Regions from separate parts of the Anas platyrhynchos genome. Here region 1 is linked to region 2. The links are chromatin contacts, called in public Hi-C maps. All regions are on one chromosome and are shown on one strand. The core of a region is the stretch at or near the end of the contact, and the rest is flanking DNA. Distances in the headings are between cores, read along the strand shown. Region 1 holds the start of STARD8 (StAR related lipid transfer domain containing 8). Region 2 overlaps STARD8 (StAR related lipid transfer domain containing 8).

What was found. A called contact is a pair of places that touch in the nucleus more often than the background predicts.
Region 1: a Hi-C map of skeletal muscle shows a contact between it and region 2, with 2.1 times the contacts expected there. The contact joins the promoter of STARD8 here to the enhancer-like site in region 2. A contact is called at or near these places in 4 of 8 Hi-C or Micro-C datasets (liver, skeletal muscle and subcutaneous adipose tissue).

The regions. Positions count from the first base shown.
Region 1 is chr10:24,400,173-24,403,414 of IASCAAS_PekinDuck_T2T, forward strand. STARD8 (StAR related lipid transfer domain containing 8) reads right to left here and starts at 1,281. Exons shown (of 15, transcript XM_072042822.1): 1 at 949-1,281. The coding sequence starts at 993.
Region 2 is chr10:24,349,966-24,353,318 of IASCAAS_PekinDuck_T2T, forward strand. STARD8 (StAR related lipid transfer domain containing 8) reads right to left here. Exons shown (of 15, transcript XM_072042822.1): 15 at 2,395-3,353. It overlaps LOC119717855 (relaxin receptor 1-like), which reads left to right. Exons shown (of 18, transcript XM_038184263.2): 15 at 231-463; 16 at 744-1,154; 17 at 1,359-1,574; 18 at 1,852-2,435. The coding sequence ends at 2,033. Among named protein-coding and RNA genes, the nearest start is that of STARD8, 50 kb to the right of the region's middle. Within about 2 kb of position 1,311, at least 1 of the 8 cell types and tissues checked has an H3K27ac peak or open chromatin away from gene starts, as enhancers often do. A contact at or near this core is called in subcutaneous adipose tissue, where this site is marked.

The sequences.
Region 1 (3,242 bases), core at 31-2,530, 50 kb after region 2:
TTTTCCAACCTGGTGCTAACGGTACCCCCAAAACCTACCCCCCACACCTCACACAGGCTGTGACGCAACAGAACACAACAGGCAGGGATGGGCTAACAGAGCTTTGTGCTTTAAGCCCAGATGAAAAATGCCAGATGCCACGGAACGACTGCTGCAGGAAATTAAAACCCGGGGCCTCCGGCCCCCATCCTTGCTCCGCCATCCCGCTCTCAGCCGCCCTGCGTTCAGGCTGGCATGGCCAGAGGCAAAAACAGCCCCGTGCATGGCCCCGCTGGCACAACCCAGGCCTCCAGGTGAGCTCCTTGCATGCAGCAGGACAGCCCCAGGGCTGCAGGCACGGACCAGGGCTCCCCATGGAAGCAGGGCCGGTGCCACACGCGTGTGCACAAAGAGGCGTGCGCTGCCCTCCTGCAGCCACGACCCCATGGACAGGCAGGACCTGACCCAGGCGGAGGAAAGGTTTCTGGCCGCGAGTGCTCAAGTTAAGGAGAGGGAAGAGATTTGTTCTACTTATCAATAACAGCTCAGAAGCAGCTGCCTACCAAAAAATTAGGGAAGGGGGAAGGAATGCACCTCGGGATTACAGCAGAGAGGGATCGCTTGATATTGCCAGCGGTTTGCAACGAGCCTGGACATGGGGAGAACGGAGGGAGAGGAACTCGAACCTTCTGCTGCCACGTCCCGCAGACCCACAGCGGGCAGGGAAGGCACCGAGCCAGCAGCACACACACACACCCAGCACCCAGTGGCACCGCTGAGCCAGTCCCCATGGGGCACATCCCAAACCCTCCTCGCCCCGGGTGTCACGGGCACGAGGTCTCCCCATGGCACGCACCGGGCAGCACCGGTGCCACCTCCCCGCTCTGTCCCGGCCTGGCCTTGGGGCAGCTCTCCCTGGGGACCAGCGGGGAGCGCGCCCCCGGCGCTGCGTAAAGGGCAGCTGCTTACCTTGGCTCTTTTGAAGCAAGCCCAGAAAAAATCCAGCAGGGGCATGATGTGCCGGCTGCCCGGGGCAGGCGCGGCGCTCGCCGGGCGCTAGAGCGCGGGGAGACCCCCGGGCCCGGGGCGAGCTTGGCGCGGAGCACCCATGGGTGCCGGTGCGGCAGAGCCGCGGGCAGGCAGCGGCTGCGGGCAGGGCTCGGCGCAGGCAGCCGGGGGAGGGCCGGGCAGGGAGCCCTGCCCGCGGGGGCGGGACGCCGATTCAAACCCTGCACCGTTATGCAGTTGGTCGCGGATCGCGATGAAATTCCCCGAAGGATGCGGGTTTGAAAAGCCGCCGGCGGTGTTTGCGCCGGGGGGAGAGGGAAAAGGAACGGCCCCGGAGCCACCGCTGTCAAAGGCGCACGGAGGGCGTTGGAAACCCAACCCCAGCTGGTTTCGATTTTCACTCCGGCCCCGGCTCCAGCTCGTTAGGAGCAGTCACGGAGGCGCTCGCAGAGGGCTCCCAGCAGCTCTGCCCCCCCCGGGACAAACCTTCCCCAGCGCCCTGGGGGTGCTTCCCTGGGTCCCCTGCAAGAGGGGCCCCGCGGTGAGCCTGCGGCAGCCACCCCAGCTGGGAGAAAACTGGGGGGGGGGGAAGAAAAAAACAGTCACCAAACATGGCCCGGCCATTCATTTTGACTCTATTCACAGCTATTCACAGCTCCTTGTCTTCCTCCTGCAAACATTTGTGTAAGCTTAGCATTTGTTTGCAAGAAAGACCATAATAAAAGGAAGTGCCACAAAGTCCTGTGCAAGCAGTCGGGCGTTGGGTACACAGCCTGCAGGCTGGAATAAGCCTTCGTGTGCACACCAGGAAAAAAACACCGGGTTGTGATTTATGAGATTATTTCAGAACAAGCAAGGCCGGGCTGACAGCAGGGCTCAGGCACCCGGATCTCACCGCGGGACAGCGGGGGGACCCAGCCCCCCGTGACAAGCCACCGATTTTAGCACAGCCCCGGCAGCCTCCCACCTGCCCCTCGCCGGCTCCCCAGAGCACCCCAGAGCTTCCCAGTGCTTCCCGTGGGATTTCCCACAGGAGCAGGGGATCCTGCATCCTGGGTGCCTGCAAAGCGCTCTGCCAGGCCAGGAGGTGGGTGGGGGCACGAATGTGGGGGTACCCGGCTCCCCTGCCCATCTGCAGGGGTTTGGTGCAGACACATCCATCGCTTCCTTCGCAGCCCGTGCCGGGCGCGAGGCCAGCTCTCACAGGAAGGATGCCTGGAGGGGAGCAGAGCTCTCTGGGCTCCCTTTTGTCTGCTTTCCTCTCGGATCTGTCACTCTTTCCAGCAGGGCTCTCGGGCCAGGGGCCACGCTGTGCACCACAACCAGTGCCCAGTTCTGCGCACACAGCGCACCGGGTGGCAAACAGGCTGCTGGAAGTTGCTCTCAAGACAGCAATGGAGGAACCCTCAAAAATAAATAAATAAATAAATAAATAAATAAAAATAAATAAATAAATAATAATAATAACAGAAAAAGTCCCTCCAGAAAGCGTGACAGCCACGCAGCTTTGAGCTCTGTGCTGCCAGAGCAGTGGCACAGCCAGCAGCTCACTTCACACTTTGCTCTGTGGCATGAAGTCCTCTTCCCACTTCCTCCAGAAAAAAAATAGAAGTGAGTGCAAACACGAGAAAGCTGTCTCCTTCCCAGGGCCCGGAGACAAACCACGGAGTCTTCTGCATACTTGTGTAGCTTCTTTTGACCCAGTCATCCCAAAAGCATCCAAGCAATTTTAAATCTAGGACCCTTCTCCAACATACCAGGGGTATCATGCTTGGACAGAATAACTACTGAGCACTGGATCCACTGGGAAAGCAGCACACAGCACGTCCCAGAGCGGGTATTCTGCTGCGTGGTACAGGACACAGACCCCACTGGTGCGTTTGTCTCTTCCCAGCATTTCTGATGTACCTGCTCCATAGGTCCCCGTGTTCAGCAGGAAGAACAAATGCTTATTGCCATCGCTTTGCTCAGGAGCACGCAGGCACAGGGTTAATAACAAACGGAGGCTGGCGGCCTCCAGACAGCGTCCTGGCCAGCAGGAGAAGCCACTGGTGCTGCTGGTTCAGCTGCAGGGCTGGTCCCAGGCCTGCCGGTCAGCGTGGGCCATCTGAAGAGGTGTGAGCACGAGGCAAGCCGCTCCTTGCAAGCCAGCAGCTCCAGCAAGTCATTACCATGCAGTGTTTTTCCACTTTCTGCTGTGTACAGGCATTTCCCAGAGGTCAGGAGGAGCGCAGCTACTTGCAGAGCAGGCATTT
Region 2 (3,353 bases), core at 61-2,560:
CCCCTGTCCTGGGTGCTGCCGCAGAGGGCTGTGTGCCACCTCCTGCGTCCTGTCCCCTTGTCCTGTCCCTGCTCAGTGACAGCTCCGAGGCTCGTGGCTAGTGACGGGAGGGTCCGGCTGGCCCTGCTCCATGCAGGCAGGGACGAGCACTGGGTGTGCTGGAGGAGGTGGCTGTGGCAGCAGGAGGGCCGTGCAGGCCGGCCGGGTGGCAGCCAGCCCCTTCCTCCCAGCAGCTACTTCAAGAAGTTCCAGTACTGCAGCTCCGCGCCCCACGTGCGCAGCTGCAAGCCCAACACCGACGGCATCTCCTCCTTCGAGCACCTCCTGGCCAACATCATCCTGCGCGTCTTCGTCTGGGTCATCGCCTGCGTCACCTGCCTGGGCAACCTCCTCGTCATCTGTATGCGCTCCCTCGTGGCCGCGGAGAACAGCCAGCACGCCATGGCCATCAAATCCCTGTGCTGTGAGCTGGGAGTGGTGGGGAGGGCACGGGGGGGGCTCTCCAGCTCACACCACCCCAAACCAGCATGGCCAGGGTCCGTTGCTGCCCAGCTTTCTTTTTATGCCTTTGCCAGGTGTGCTCCTGGCACATCTCGGCTCCTACCCGTGCTTATAAGCACTGTGGTGCCGTGGGGCAGCTCTTCTAACACGTGCCCACAGCAGCTCTGCGGTGGCTTCGTGGCCCAGCAGGGCACTGAGTGCCCCCTGCAGCTGCCCCTTCACCCTGCCTTGCCTCCCCCCAGGTGCAGACGGGCTGATGGGCATCTACCTCTTCATCATCGGCGCCTTCGACCTCAAGTACTCGGGCGAGTACAACAAGCACGCACAGGGCTGGATGGGCAGCCTGCAGTGCCAGCTGCTGGGCAGCCTGGCCATGCTGTCCTCCGAGGTGTCCGTCCTGCTGCTGACCTACATGACCCTGGAGAAGTACTTCTCCATCGTCTTCCCCTTCAGCCACCACCGGGCGGGCAGGAGGCAGACCGTCTCGGTGCTGGCTGCCATCTGGCTCCTGGGCTTCTCCCTCAGCCTCGTCCCCCTGTGGTGCAAGGAGTCCTTTGGCAACTACTACGGCCGGAACGGGGTTTGCTTCCCGCTGCAGTCCGACCTGGGCGAGCGGCCCAGCGCCAGGGGCTACTCCACCACCATCTACCTGGGTGAGCCCCTCCGGATGGGGACAGGGACGGGGATGGAGAGGGGCAGGACGGGGTCCCAGTGGCAGGGGGTGGCTCAGTGCGCCCGGGTTTGGGGCGAGCCCTGGCTGCGGAGCTGCCTCTGCCCCCTCTAGTGGGGAGTGGGACCGGTCCTGCTGCACCACGAGCCCAGCCGAGGTGCTCGGAGGGAAACCTCTTCCTCTCCAGGCTTGAACCTCGCAGCCTTCATCACCATCGTCTTCGCTTACACCGGCATGTTCTACTCCATCCGCGTCACCGCCTCCAGGACGGCCCCGCGGAGCATCTGCTCCCGAGAAGTCGCCATCGCAAAGCGCTTCTTCTTCATCGTCATCACCGACGCGCTCTGCTGGATACCCATCTTCCTCCTCAAGCTGCTCTCCCTGCTGCAGGTGGAAATACCAGGTGAAGGACCCAGGCCCACCGCTGTCAGCCCAGAGCCCCTGGGTGGGGGCCCCTCGGTGTGGGTGCTGCCAAGGGTGGGTGTCTGAGTGCAGGGGGTGAGCATCACCCGTCCCAGAGTGGACCCTGGCCCCCTGAAGCTCCCCAGAGAGCAGCAGTTGTGACCCCCCCCCATGGCCATGAGCTTGGAATTGGGACTGCCCCCATCTGTGGCATGGGTGGGTTCCCCTAGGCAGGGCCCCTTGCCGCCTAACGCCATGTCCTCGTTGGTGGCACGCAGGCACCGTCACCTCCTGGGTGGTCATCTTCATCCTGCCCATCAACAGCGCCCTCAACCCCATCCTCTACACCATCACCACTGCCCCCTTCCAGGAGCAGCTGAAGGGCTGCCTGCGGGCCAGGCAGTCGGAGCAGTCCCAGAGGAGCTCCGTGCTGGCAGTGCCACCCACCAGCACCGCCTGATGCTGCCCGGTGGCACAAGGACACCCCAGGGGATCTCCACATCTCCCCTGTCAGATCTTCCCCTGCAGCGGGCAGTGGCTGTGCCACGAAGGGCCCGAGCACCTCGAGGTCAGCTGCTCGCTGCCACCATGGTGCTCGTGTGGGTCTGGGGGCTTAGGGGGCAGCAAGCTCCCCATGGGGGGCTCGGCTCCTGCCGCCCAATTCACGGCTGCTCTCGGGTGCCTTCTTTGGCCTCGTTCTGCCGAAATGTTGGATGTGGGGCCTGATGGCTCCAGCCACCAGGTGAAAGCAGTGCCCAGCCCCACGAGGTCCCGGGGCTGGGGAATCGGCCAGCAGCACCCCCCCAGCACCAGCCAGCAGCTATCGTTAGTACTTTATTAATTACACGGACGGGAAGAGCAGCCCCCATCCAAGTCAAACATCCTGTTGCATATGATACAAAACGAGGAGCAGTCCCTTAAATACAAAACACGGCTTTGAAGTGAACATCGCCTGGCGCCGAGCTCTACCGCCGGAGTTATATATTAATATTCCAACTGTACAAGTATTTATAGGTAGAAAAAAAAAGAAATTTTAAAAAAATATTAGGAGAAAAATCACTCCCTCAAAAGAGTTAGTTATATTTTTATATATATATAAAATATATATATATAAAAACAAGAATAGACTGGGTTGTTTTTTTCACCACAAGACAGACAGGATTTGTTATGGCAAAACTGGCATGGGGAATTGCTCCCGCACGTGGGTCGTGTTGCCTTCCAGTTGGAACGACGTCGAGTAACTTGGGTCCCTGCCGAAACGGAGAAACCAGGTCAGGTCCGAGTGCTGGCAGCGAGGCCGGACGGCTCCTCGGGAGGAGGAAAGGAAGGGATGAGGTGGGAGCTGAGGGAGTGCTGGGCACAGAGGCAGGGGCAGCTCCGTGCCCTGTGGTTACCCAAACCCAGGGTGAGTCTCAGCCCCACGAGGGCTGGGCACATCCCTTGTCCCCGCGGTGCCTCCTCAGTGCGCTCCCCCCGTCACCAGCTTCTCGGTGGCTGCTCTGGGTTCCCAGCCCTGTCCTGCTCCTTCCAGCTGCCCGGTACAACAGGTTGGAGGGATGGGACTTGGCTTAGAACCGCGTCCATCCAGCCCCCAGTGCACAGGGGGGCTTCCAGCTGAGCAAGGCAGCTAACAAGGCACTGGACTAGAACTAGAGAGCTTTCTCCTTCATCTCCTAGGAAACTGGGCACCAGAGGTGACAGCAAGGGCTTCCTTCTGCCCCTCGGCGCTGGCTGTCCCTACCTGGCTCTGTAATATCTCCACACCGTTCCCTCCCATCAC